Regions from separate parts of the Sus scrofa genome. Here all the other regions are linked to region 1. The links are chromatin contacts, called in public Hi-C maps. All regions are on one chromosome and are shown on one strand. The core of a region is the stretch at or near the end of the contact, and the rest is flanking DNA. Distances in the headings are between cores, read along the strand shown. Region 1 holds the start of RNF145 (RING finger protein 145). Region 2 overlaps RNF145 (RING finger protein 145). Region 3 overlaps RNF145 (RING finger protein 145).

Region 1 (3,168 bases), core at 288-2,787:
GAATTTGTGGAGAGTGGTGGTGAGGCTGGGAAGTAGAAAATCTGGGGATAAGGAGGCCTGCCAAAGCCCAGAAAACTGGCAAAATCCTTGATTCATTCTGAACCCAATGTGTTTCAGGGTTTGTACTGTGGTTAAATGGGGGAACAAGGTGTGCTGACATTTAAATTAAGGTAGAAATGCTGATCAGTGGTAGTGACTTAGGCAGAACAAATGATTTCCTTACCTTGGGAAGGGGGTGTGTACAATAACCTGTTTTGAACCTTGGACTGAAAGATAAGACAAACACATACCGTTTAATTTCATGCTACAGTAAACATTTTTTGTACAGATTCTTTAAACCAGGGGTTGGAATTTTTAAATTGAAAATACTCAGTGAACAGTTCTCAGTCATTTCTTTATATATCCACTCACTTATTCAACAGAAGCTTATGGAGCGCCTATTCTGTGCTACGCACGGCTGGCCGAGCCATCACAGAAGTGGTCCCTGAGGCCAAGGAGTTGACAGTCTAGACCAGTCAGTATAGGAGTTAAATAAAACTCTGGCATCATTGCTACTGCGGTTGCCTTCGGTGAGGATCAGCTCCTCCAATTCTCCCACGTGGTCCCTGCAGGTAAGTGTGGGTGTGAACGCGTGTGACTCCCGGTGTTTGGGGAGTGTGAGAGGGCACGTGTGTCAGAATGGCGCGTGTCACAGTGCGCGTGCTGGTGTCCGCGTGGTACGCGTCTCCATAGCGGCCCAGACCGGCTGTGCGGCTTCGGGAGGCTTGTGTCGCCCGCCTACGTACCGGAGGCGGCCCGGGAACCACCCCTCCAGCGCGATTGTGAGTGAGCGCGGGAGCACGCGTGCGCAGCCGTGCAGGACGGGGGAGGGGCGCGCCGCCCTGGCAGGGGCGCGCGCAGGCGCACAGCGCGGCAGCCGGGCCACGGCCGCCGCAGAGCGCCGGGGGCGGGAGGAGTGAACCAAGGAGGCCATGGCCGCCGCCGGCTGCTGAGGAGCTCGGCCCGCGAGCGCCTGCCGCCGCGGACGATGGTGACCACACGGGTCGGGTCGCTGCCGCCGCCGCTGCCGCCGCCTCCCAAAACGCAGCATCTAAGGCCCGGCGTGGAGGAGCCGCCGCTGTGAGCCGCGCCGTCCCGGTCCCCGCCGCTGCCGCCCGAGGAGAACGGGAGGGTCGGCGAGAGAGCCGGGGAATTGCGGAGCCCGTCCGTTCGCCGCGGTGCTGCCCCGCAGGGAGGGAGGCCGCAGCCCGAGGTGACTGAGCCGTCCGCGCCGGCCCGCCCCTTCCCATCCCCGCGCCCCTGTCGGCATCCCACATCTTCTGTTCCCCTCTCCCTTCCCCCATGCCGTGGCCCGTTCTGTCCTCTTCTTCCCCTTTGCCCCTTCCCCCCTTGCCCCCTCCTCTTTTCCCAGCGGCGGCGGCGGCGGCGTCCACAGCCCCTCTTAACCCGCAGCGCCCCCTCCCTCCCAACCGCCAGCCCCGCCCGCGGTCCTCCTGCGCCCCCCCCCCCCCACCCGCTTCGGCTCTCTCCGACTCTGCCCTCCTCTCCCGGGGCGGGCTCAGCCCCCTTCCCAGCTCTCGGGCCTTGTCCGCCGCCTCTCCACTCCTCCACCTTCCTGGAGCGATCCCTCATCTCCTCCGGCATTCCTAAGGTGCCCTCACTTAGCGCGCTCCTCCTTCGCCTCCCCAGTACCCCATTTCGGGGCCTTTTCTAAACCCCTTCCTGAGCGTCCCCTTTCTTTGCCCCTTTCCAGCTCTTTTCCTCCAGTCCCAACTTCGAACTTTTCCTCTTTTGCGTCTTTGTCCACTTTGCTTCCAAGCTTCCCCCCTCTTTCCTTTTTCCCTACTCTTTTTTGGTTTACGGAGCCCCAAACTCAGCTTCCGCCCTTTCCTTGGGTTTGAGGTTGTTTAGGGGTGCGGAAAGGCCTGCCAACTCATTCGTCGAATGGGGACCCATTTACTGTGCATCCCATCTGTCAGTCCTTTTTCTTTCTTTTTTTTTTTTACAGTAAGAGCTCTCTCACCCCTTCCTTTTTTTCACCATCGCTTCGTGTCTCGTTTGCCTTCCTTCCCTTCTGCATCCCCCTCTACTCTTGCTTTTTCCCAACCGAGAACCCTGAGATCCTTGCCGCTCCCTTCATGAATGAGTCTCCTTTCTGTTCATGGATGAAGAACTTTGCCCGCCTCTTTCTTCAGAAGCTTTTTGGTGCGTGGCATGGCGGAGCCAGCACCCTTGGCCAGACAGAAGGGGAGCTCCCTGGCACGGGCCTCTCTCCTGGCAGAGTTTTTGTGAACGTAATCCCCTAGCCCCGCGGCGGCAGCGGCCCGGCTGCTGCTGCGTTGCCTGCTTTGCAGCGAGCTGGGTTGGGGTTACTATAGTTCAAACGCAACTGAGATCAGCAGGCGTCGGGGGGGGGGGCGGGGGAGGAGGTTCTGGGAGAGAGGAAGGGGGCTTTGCTGTGGGAAGGCATCAAAGATTAATGGATGGCTTTGCATTGCAGTGTGCAGTAAACAGGAAACTAGTTTGAAAGCAGAGGAGAGGCATTTTTTTTCCTCCAAATTTTTAAAAATACGGACTGTGCAGTTCTAGTGAATCTTGAATCCTGCCCAAAAGATGAGCTGTCTATGCTGCAGTGGTGACCCAGGCTGAACGCCCAATGGCAGAGATAGCAGTTTTTATTTCCTCTGTCTGGCTGCTTAAGTCTAAACATGGCCCTTGTATTCAGAGTGGACTCCCTATCTTTGCTGATTTGGGGATAACCAGCAACCACCGAATTGCTAGTAGTTTTTGTGGAAATCAGGTACTTACAAAGTTAGCTAGCAATGAGTGGGAGTGGGGGAGCACCAGCTATATTTAAAACGTGTTCCGATGCTTATGTAAGAAGTGTGTTCTTCTCCCGGGTATCTCAATTTTTGGATGAGTTTGCTTATGATTTTAGGCTTTACCTCTGCCCAGTAACATTTTCAGGGCTTACCATCCTAACATATGGACAATCAGAAAATCTGTCTTTCTTAAGATTGGCTTTAGCTGATGGTAGTTTTTTTCTTTTCCCAGATTGGATTGGACAGAGGGATGCAATTGATGGTAAATGATAGTTTTTGTTTTTCTTGTGGGGAGGTAAAAAGGTGTCAAATACTTTCTAAATATTGTACTGGAATAATTTTAAAT
Region 2 (3,168 bases), core at 428-2,927, 60 kb after region 1:
AGTTAAATTTCCAGGCAGAATTATCTTCTGGATTGAAAAAAAGTGGACCTCAGAAATTATTAAAGATCTGATAAAATATTTCCATTTTATTTCTAAAGTAAGTTTTTAATTTAGTCCCTCAAGTTCTAATTTATTGTTATTTTCAACATTATTGCTCACCCATAAATAAAGGAAAAACAGGTCAGGTGTATTTTATATTCACTCCTGAACAAACATATGCACACACAAATACATGTACTCTCAAGCATATACTGTCAATCAGGAGTCAGCAACTTCTGAAAAGTGGTGTGCCAAGATTCTGACTCTTCCCTCTGGTCTTTCCAGGGTGGGGAAAAGGTGTCCATTCACTTAATGTAGCCGAGGAGCACGTGTGCATACCTGTGGGTTGAGGGCTATCTAAGAGGGGTGCAGCTTCTGTGTGGAAGTGGGTGGGTGGAGTGGGAGAGATGGCAGAGGCGACCAGTTGGTGTACATTGCAGTTGGTCTGCCTGGCATCTTTGGCGTATGCACCCTGGATAGCTGATGATTGTCTTCTGTCATGAAAGAATTGAAAAATAGTAATTGTATCAGCTTGGAAATATAACAGTAATAAAAAGTAGACCTAGAGTTTAGTCATCAGTCACTTGTGCAGGAGGGTGACCTTGAGTGTAGCAGCTTTTACAGCTAAACTGTACAGTTGAAAGTACAGGCAGAAATTTTGGGCGACTGTGCAAACGCTTCCTTTGAAATCACTCTCGAAGAATGTGGGCTAGTGGAATAAAACTATGGGTAGTATCAGTGAATATACGGGGGAGGTACTGCCCCAAGGCTGCTTTCCAGTGTAGATGGTGAGAGTGAGAGTGTGTGTGTGTGTGTGTGTGTGTGTGTGTGTGTGTGTGTGTGTGAAGGCTGTCTAGAATAAGAGTTTTTCCTAGGAGTAAGATTCAACTGCCACATTTTGATCATTGTTAGAATCATACTTTTAGGTACTAGCAAAGTAATGGTTTCTAGGTGGGGAGATTGAGAAGCGATGTAGTTATTACCCTCCCAGGTTAAGGGGCATTGTCTTCCTTCTGGCTCCTTTGTGCTCAGTAGTCTTGTTGTATGCAGACAAAGCACAACAAAGATAGATTTGGGGCACATCAACTTCAGCAGCTAATGTATAAATATACCATCTCTGGGGTTTGAGAGGCCTCTTTTTGTATTTCCTGTTGTCACATCACTTTTTTTGAGGTGTCTGAACTACCTGCTGATACCACACAGAAAATTAAAGTCAAGTTGCTTAACTTCCCAGCTGGCTGCTTTTCCTTGGATGGCTTTCTGCTTAAAAGTTGACTCCCAGGTGTTACCAGTTCTTGGCAAGGAATTTCTGCTATAGCCACAACTCCTTGTTCTAGGACTTTAAACAAAATTAATGGTTGATCTACCAAATGTATGTTCTTACACTTTAAACTTCATGTCCTCAGTCCTCCCTCCCCAAATATATTTTATGCAAGTGCTATTAATGCAAAGTATACCACTTCTTATTTCAGTGGTTATTAAACTTGAGTGTGTGATAAAGTCACATGGGTGGCTTGCCGTACCTATGGACTTGTGAATGCCATCTTCAGAAAGCCAGATCAGTAGGTCTGGGGTGGCCCCAGAACATGCATGGTTAGCAAGCACTCCGGGTGGTTCTGATGCAAGTTGAGAAACACTGGTTTATGCCATATCGTGAAAACTGGGATGTACATTCTCCCTAACGAAATTGCCACTTCCTTGCCAATACCCTGGTGTATGTGGCTGATTTGTCTCCTTGCCGATGATCTCATCATGGAATAATCTGTTGAGCTGTGTTGAAGCAAAACTGTGGAAAAAGTCCTGTCTTCATCACATTTTCTGAGATTGTAATTACACTTGCACTGTGCTGATGGAGACCTGGTAATCATACTGCCACAGTTGTGTAAGCCTTGTGTTTCACACTGAGGCAGAACCCAGTTAAGAAGCTCCTTCCTTCCTCATTTTTGGTTTTTATTTCTTTTAAAAAATTGCTTAGCCAGTGGTTCTTGCATTATTTGTGTAAAGGTGTCTCTGATGGCAAGAAGATTATTACTGAAGTATAAAATAGGTCTTATTCTAAGATTTGTGTTACATATTTTCTCTGGAGCATTTATGGCAAAGAAGTGTTGGAAGTAGAATTTGAATGTAGCAGAGGTTTTATAATAGACGTTTATGAGGTGTCTTTTTCCCCCCTTGTAGGACATGAAATCTGCAGTGATCACACCTTGCAGTCATTTCTTCCATGCAGGCTGTCTCAAAAAATGGCTGTATGTCCAGGAGACCTGCCCTCTGTGCCACTGCCACCTCAAAAACTCCTCGCAGCTGCCAGGCTTAGGGTCTGAGCCAGTTCCACAGCCTCCTGCTGGAGCAGAGCAAAATGTGCCTGAGGAAGGTACTGAACCCCCAAGCCAAGAGCGTTCTGAGGACACAAGGGTGCAAGAAGACTCTAAGGACAATGAAGAGTGCGTTGCCAGAAGATTAGACGGCCAGGAAGGGGCTTGTGATCCCAGGGAAAATCCTCTTAGTGCAAAAGATGAAGCGCATCCTGTTGAGGGCAGTCTGGAAGAAAAGGAGCAGGAGTGATGCTTTGCTTCTCTGGAGACATTAGCTCACAATGGCATTCGTGCTCAGATTTGAGGAATGAATGTATGAGGTGATAGATAGGAGATTTGACATTCCAAGGATCTAATCCAAGAAGTTCTCTCAGTGGAGACCTCCTGCTTTCATCCCTTTGACATTGTGGAAGAAATTTTGCTACGTGTGCTAATCAAAGTGTTTATACATCCTATGCTGATGTTTGGTAGAGGTTTGCCAAGGAAATTCAACCTTAGCAACTTCAGAAACTGCCCCTGATTTGTGCGGGATAAACAAAATCAGATTTGAGTGTCTAAAAGGGGCTAAAGAAAGAAGGATGAGGAGCTTGAGCCAGAGCATGGAGGAAGCAGGCAGAAGTGAAACTGACCTCTCACTTTCTATGGGACAGGAACGCTTTTTTACAAAGTATGAGTAGTGACCAGCCCTTTTCTCCACCCCCTTTCCCTCAGTTAATTGGAACTCAGCCAGGTGGTTATTTGTACAGCACTGAAATGAAATCAAAGATGTAAAAGCATTGATCATATTCAAAGATTGAAGCACGCTCATACTTCGTAT
Region 3 (3,168 bases), core at 434-2,933, 40 kb after region 1:
ATTTTTTAAAAAGTCTTTTTAGGTTTGCAACATGGAAGTTCCCAGGCTAGGGGTCGAATTAGAGCTATAGTGGCCGGCCTATGCCACAGCCACAGAGTGGAATCCAAGCCTCGTCTTCGACCTACACCACAGCTTATGGCAACACTGGATCATTGACTCACTGCGTGGGGCCAGAGATTGAACCTGCTTCCTCATGGATACTAGTTGGGTTTGTTACCACTGAGCCACAATGGGAACTCCTAATTATGAAATATTTGAAGATAACTAAATCTAATATTATGTCATTATATGTTAAGTAATTACCCCCAAACCCAAGTATATATATTTACTATAGAGATGTATGCATAATATGTATTAAATGAAAAAAGCTGGTTGTATGTACACTATAATCCCCTTTGTCTAAAACATTTGTGTATGTTCACATGTGTAGAATAAATCTGAAAAAGTAACAAATCATGTGAATGCCTTTTATTGAGCACTAACTAGGTTTCAGATGCAGTGCTAAGGCTTTACATTCAGTACTTTATTTAATGAACCGAAGACATTGACAGAGCTACCTTTGGGTAACACGATTATAGGAGATGGAGATTTTTTTCTTTTTTTATTTCTCTGTATTCCTAACTTTTTTATAATCATATATGATTAATCCTCTGTGAGAAGAATTTGTTGTTTAAACGTTTTAGTTCTAACTTTCATTATTGAGTCATTTGGAAAGGCTTGTGTGAGCCTGTGAAAGTAATTAAAGATCGAAAATTTCAGAATAAATCTCATTATAGAATGATCTTGGACAGCTTTATCTCTTGGATTTTATACTTTCCACCTCTAGACCAGAACATTTCAATATTGAGGGCCTTTGTAAAAGGAGCTAAATATATTTGGTAGTAAATGAATTGTTAAAAATAGTTAAAATACTGAAAATACATTTAAAAAAACTTTCTGCATATCATATATACCATCTGGAATGTAATAAAGACAATAGATCTTTGTGCTGTTATTTTCAAGTCGATCCCAAGGAATTTGTGCTCAGAAGTCACAGAACATATGAGTATGTAATTATGGTCAGATGAAGTTAAAACTTTAAAATATTATCCAAGGGATGCTAATTAGACATCTTCAAAAGCTGTGTCATCATCCTTACTGACAGTGTTTTTGTTTTTGATTTTGTGGATATCAAATCTCAAAATTAAATGCATTTTCCTCCCCATTTTAGGTCAGTTGGTGGTGTGTACTTTATGCTCCTGTGTCATGAAAACAAAGCAGATTTGGCTTTTTTCAGCTCACATGCTTCCTCTGCTAGCACGCCTCTGCCTTGTTCCTCTGGAAACAATTGTTATCATCAACAAATTTGCTATGATTTTTACTGGATTGGAAGTTCTCTATTTTCTTGGGTCTAACCTTCTAGTACCTTATAACCTTGCCAAGTCTGCATACAGAGAGTTGGTTCAGGTAAGACAATGTAGATAAAATTCCACATAGAGCATGTTAAAGATTTAGTTCTCTTATAATTTACACTCATGGTCACATTAACATTAAGTTTGACCGCTTCAGAATAGCAACTATTTTGGACCCAATTAAGCATCTGAGACTCTTTATTAAGTTCTCTTGAGAAGCAGTAGAGTGAAGTGTGTTCCTCTCTGGAAGCCGACTGAGTTTTCACTCTGGTGCTGCTGCTTACTAGCTATGTAACCTGGGGTTAGTCCCTTAAGTTCATGTATCTGTAAAATATAACTAATAATAACATTGTACTTAACACATAGGCTAATAGTAAGGCTTGAGTGAGTTCAGTGCCAGGCAGATAATGTTCAGTGGTAACTTAACAAAGACAAGAATAATGTAGAATTGAATACCTAGACGTCAAAGCCAGTTTTTTTCCCTGATGATAATCCTACTCTGATTACAGTTTCTTCCTTACATTTGTTTGATTTATTTGAACTGAGAAGTTAAATAGTTCTGGGCTATGGTCTGACAGATTTTGTTTAGATATGATACTTGAACTGATTTTGCCAACAGAATGTCCTTCTGTTTATCCAGCTTTTTTTAAGTCTTTGTTCTTAGGTTACTCTCAGACACAAACAGTAGGTGTTCAGGACATAAATAATTCTATTTGATTTAATCAGTAAGTTTCAGTGTATAAAATAGATCTTAAAACTGGCATGGGTATGAAGAGAGTATTAAAATGGGCATTCTCTTCTGCCTCTATACTGTGCATATGACCTTAAGGTACAGGAAGCTTTCAGATTGGTCAAACTGATAGTACTAAGTGAAGGGTTCCTTGTTGCTATTGTTGTGGCCTCAGGGGCAGATTTTCCAGAAAAATTTCCCTAAGCTCTTGGCCTCAGCCTGATTCTACTGATTTCATCATCTTACATAACAATTAACTTGGGCAACTTTCCTGAAAGTACATCTTCCAGGGAAGATGAAGTTATTTTCATTCTTTATTGAAAGTGGTTCGTCAGGGGGAAGGGTTGTTTTATTCAGATTCAGAATGACAAATTTATGTATTTTTTATCTGAATTCAGTCTTACAGAGCTACCCTTATTTGTAAGAAGCAGTAGATACTCAGTAAATATTTCTTGGATACTGTTTATTTAATCACCTTAAGGACAAAACCTCCATTTTTCAATGAAATGTTTACTTTTTTGGTTGCTGTGAGATTCATGTATCACTAGGATTGTAGTTGAAAATAAAATACAGGTTATGAAATTCATGACCTGGAAAGAATGGATAGGCAAGAAATGGAAAATATCAGGTTTTTTAGTGGTCTGTTCCTTTAATGGAAAGGAGGAAAAGTACTGCTCAATGATCAGTTTGCTGATAATAACTTTGCAGCTAACTGGACAATTCTCCTTTTCTTTCAGTGTTTTTTAGTTGAGGAAAAATAGGGGTTAGTCTCGACTCCATTTTAGAAAAAATATTTGATTTACAGATGAAAAAAATGTAAATTTAGAATAACCTGCAGGTCAGTGTATTTAAACTTGATACTTCTGGATCTTTATTACCCAGAAGTAGATATTAATTAGAAACCCAAACAAGTTGCAATTTGATGTATTTTAATTTAAGGTCTTTAGAGTTACTGAAACATTCTGATATTATCTCGAGAGTTCCAGGAGGACTGGTTGGCTTCTTAGGTTAACATTTGTAACCTACCTGGCAGTACCCTGTTGTGTT

The links. Hi-C and Micro-C count contacts between places; a contact is called where the count stands out from the background.
Region 2: a Hi-C map of alveolar macrophages shows a contact between it and region 1, with 2.5 times the contacts expected there. The contact joins the enhancer-like site here to the promoter of RNF145 in region 1. A contact is called at or near these places in 1 of 5 promoter capture datasets (liver), 6 of 47 Hi-C or Micro-C datasets (alveolar macrophages, embryonic fibroblasts, epiblast stem cells and 2 more) and 1 of 2 datasets of contacts at active chromatin or transcription factors (alveolar macrophages).
Region 3: a Hi-C map of retroperitoneal adipose tissue shows a contact between it and region 1, with 1.7 times the contacts expected there. The contact joins the enhancer-like site here to the promoter of RNF145 in region 1. A contact is called at or near these places in 5 of 47 Hi-C or Micro-C datasets (alveolar macrophages, embryonic fibroblasts, epiblast stem cells and 2 more) and 2 of 2 datasets of contacts at active chromatin or transcription factors (alveolar macrophages and skeletal muscle).

What each region holds. Positions count from the first base shown.
Region 1 is chr16:64,250,235-64,253,402 of Sscrofa11.1, forward strand. It overlaps RNF145 (RING finger protein 145), which reads left to right and starts at 1,538. Exons shown (of 11, transcript XM_021077056.1): 1 at 1,538-1,651. It overlaps LOC102162058, which reads left to right and starts at 679. Exons shown (of 4, transcript XM_021076824.1): 1 at 679-716; 2 at 852-1,252; 3 at 3,055-3,084. The coding sequence starts at 679.
Region 2 is chr16:64,310,289-64,313,456 of Sscrofa11.1, forward strand. RNF145 (RING finger protein 145) reads left to right here. Exons shown (of 11, transcript XM_021077056.1): 11 at 2,218-3,168. The coding sequence ends at 2,601. Among named protein-coding and RNA genes, the nearest start is that of EBF1, 46 kb to the right of the region's middle. Within about 2 kb of position 1,678, at least 6 of the 83 cell types and tissues checked have an H3K27ac peak or open chromatin away from gene starts, as enhancers often do. A contact at or near this core is called in alveolar macrophages, where this site is marked.
Region 3 is chr16:64,289,783-64,292,950 of Sscrofa11.1, forward strand. RNF145 (RING finger protein 145) reads left to right here. Exons shown (of 11, transcript XM_021077056.1): 5 at 1,211-1,446. Among named protein-coding and RNA genes, the nearest start is that of RNF145, 40 kb to the left of the region's middle. Within about 2 kb of position 1,684, at least 10 of the 83 cell types and tissues checked have an H3K27ac peak or open chromatin away from gene starts, as enhancers often do. A contact at or near this core is called in retroperitoneal adipose tissue, where this site is marked.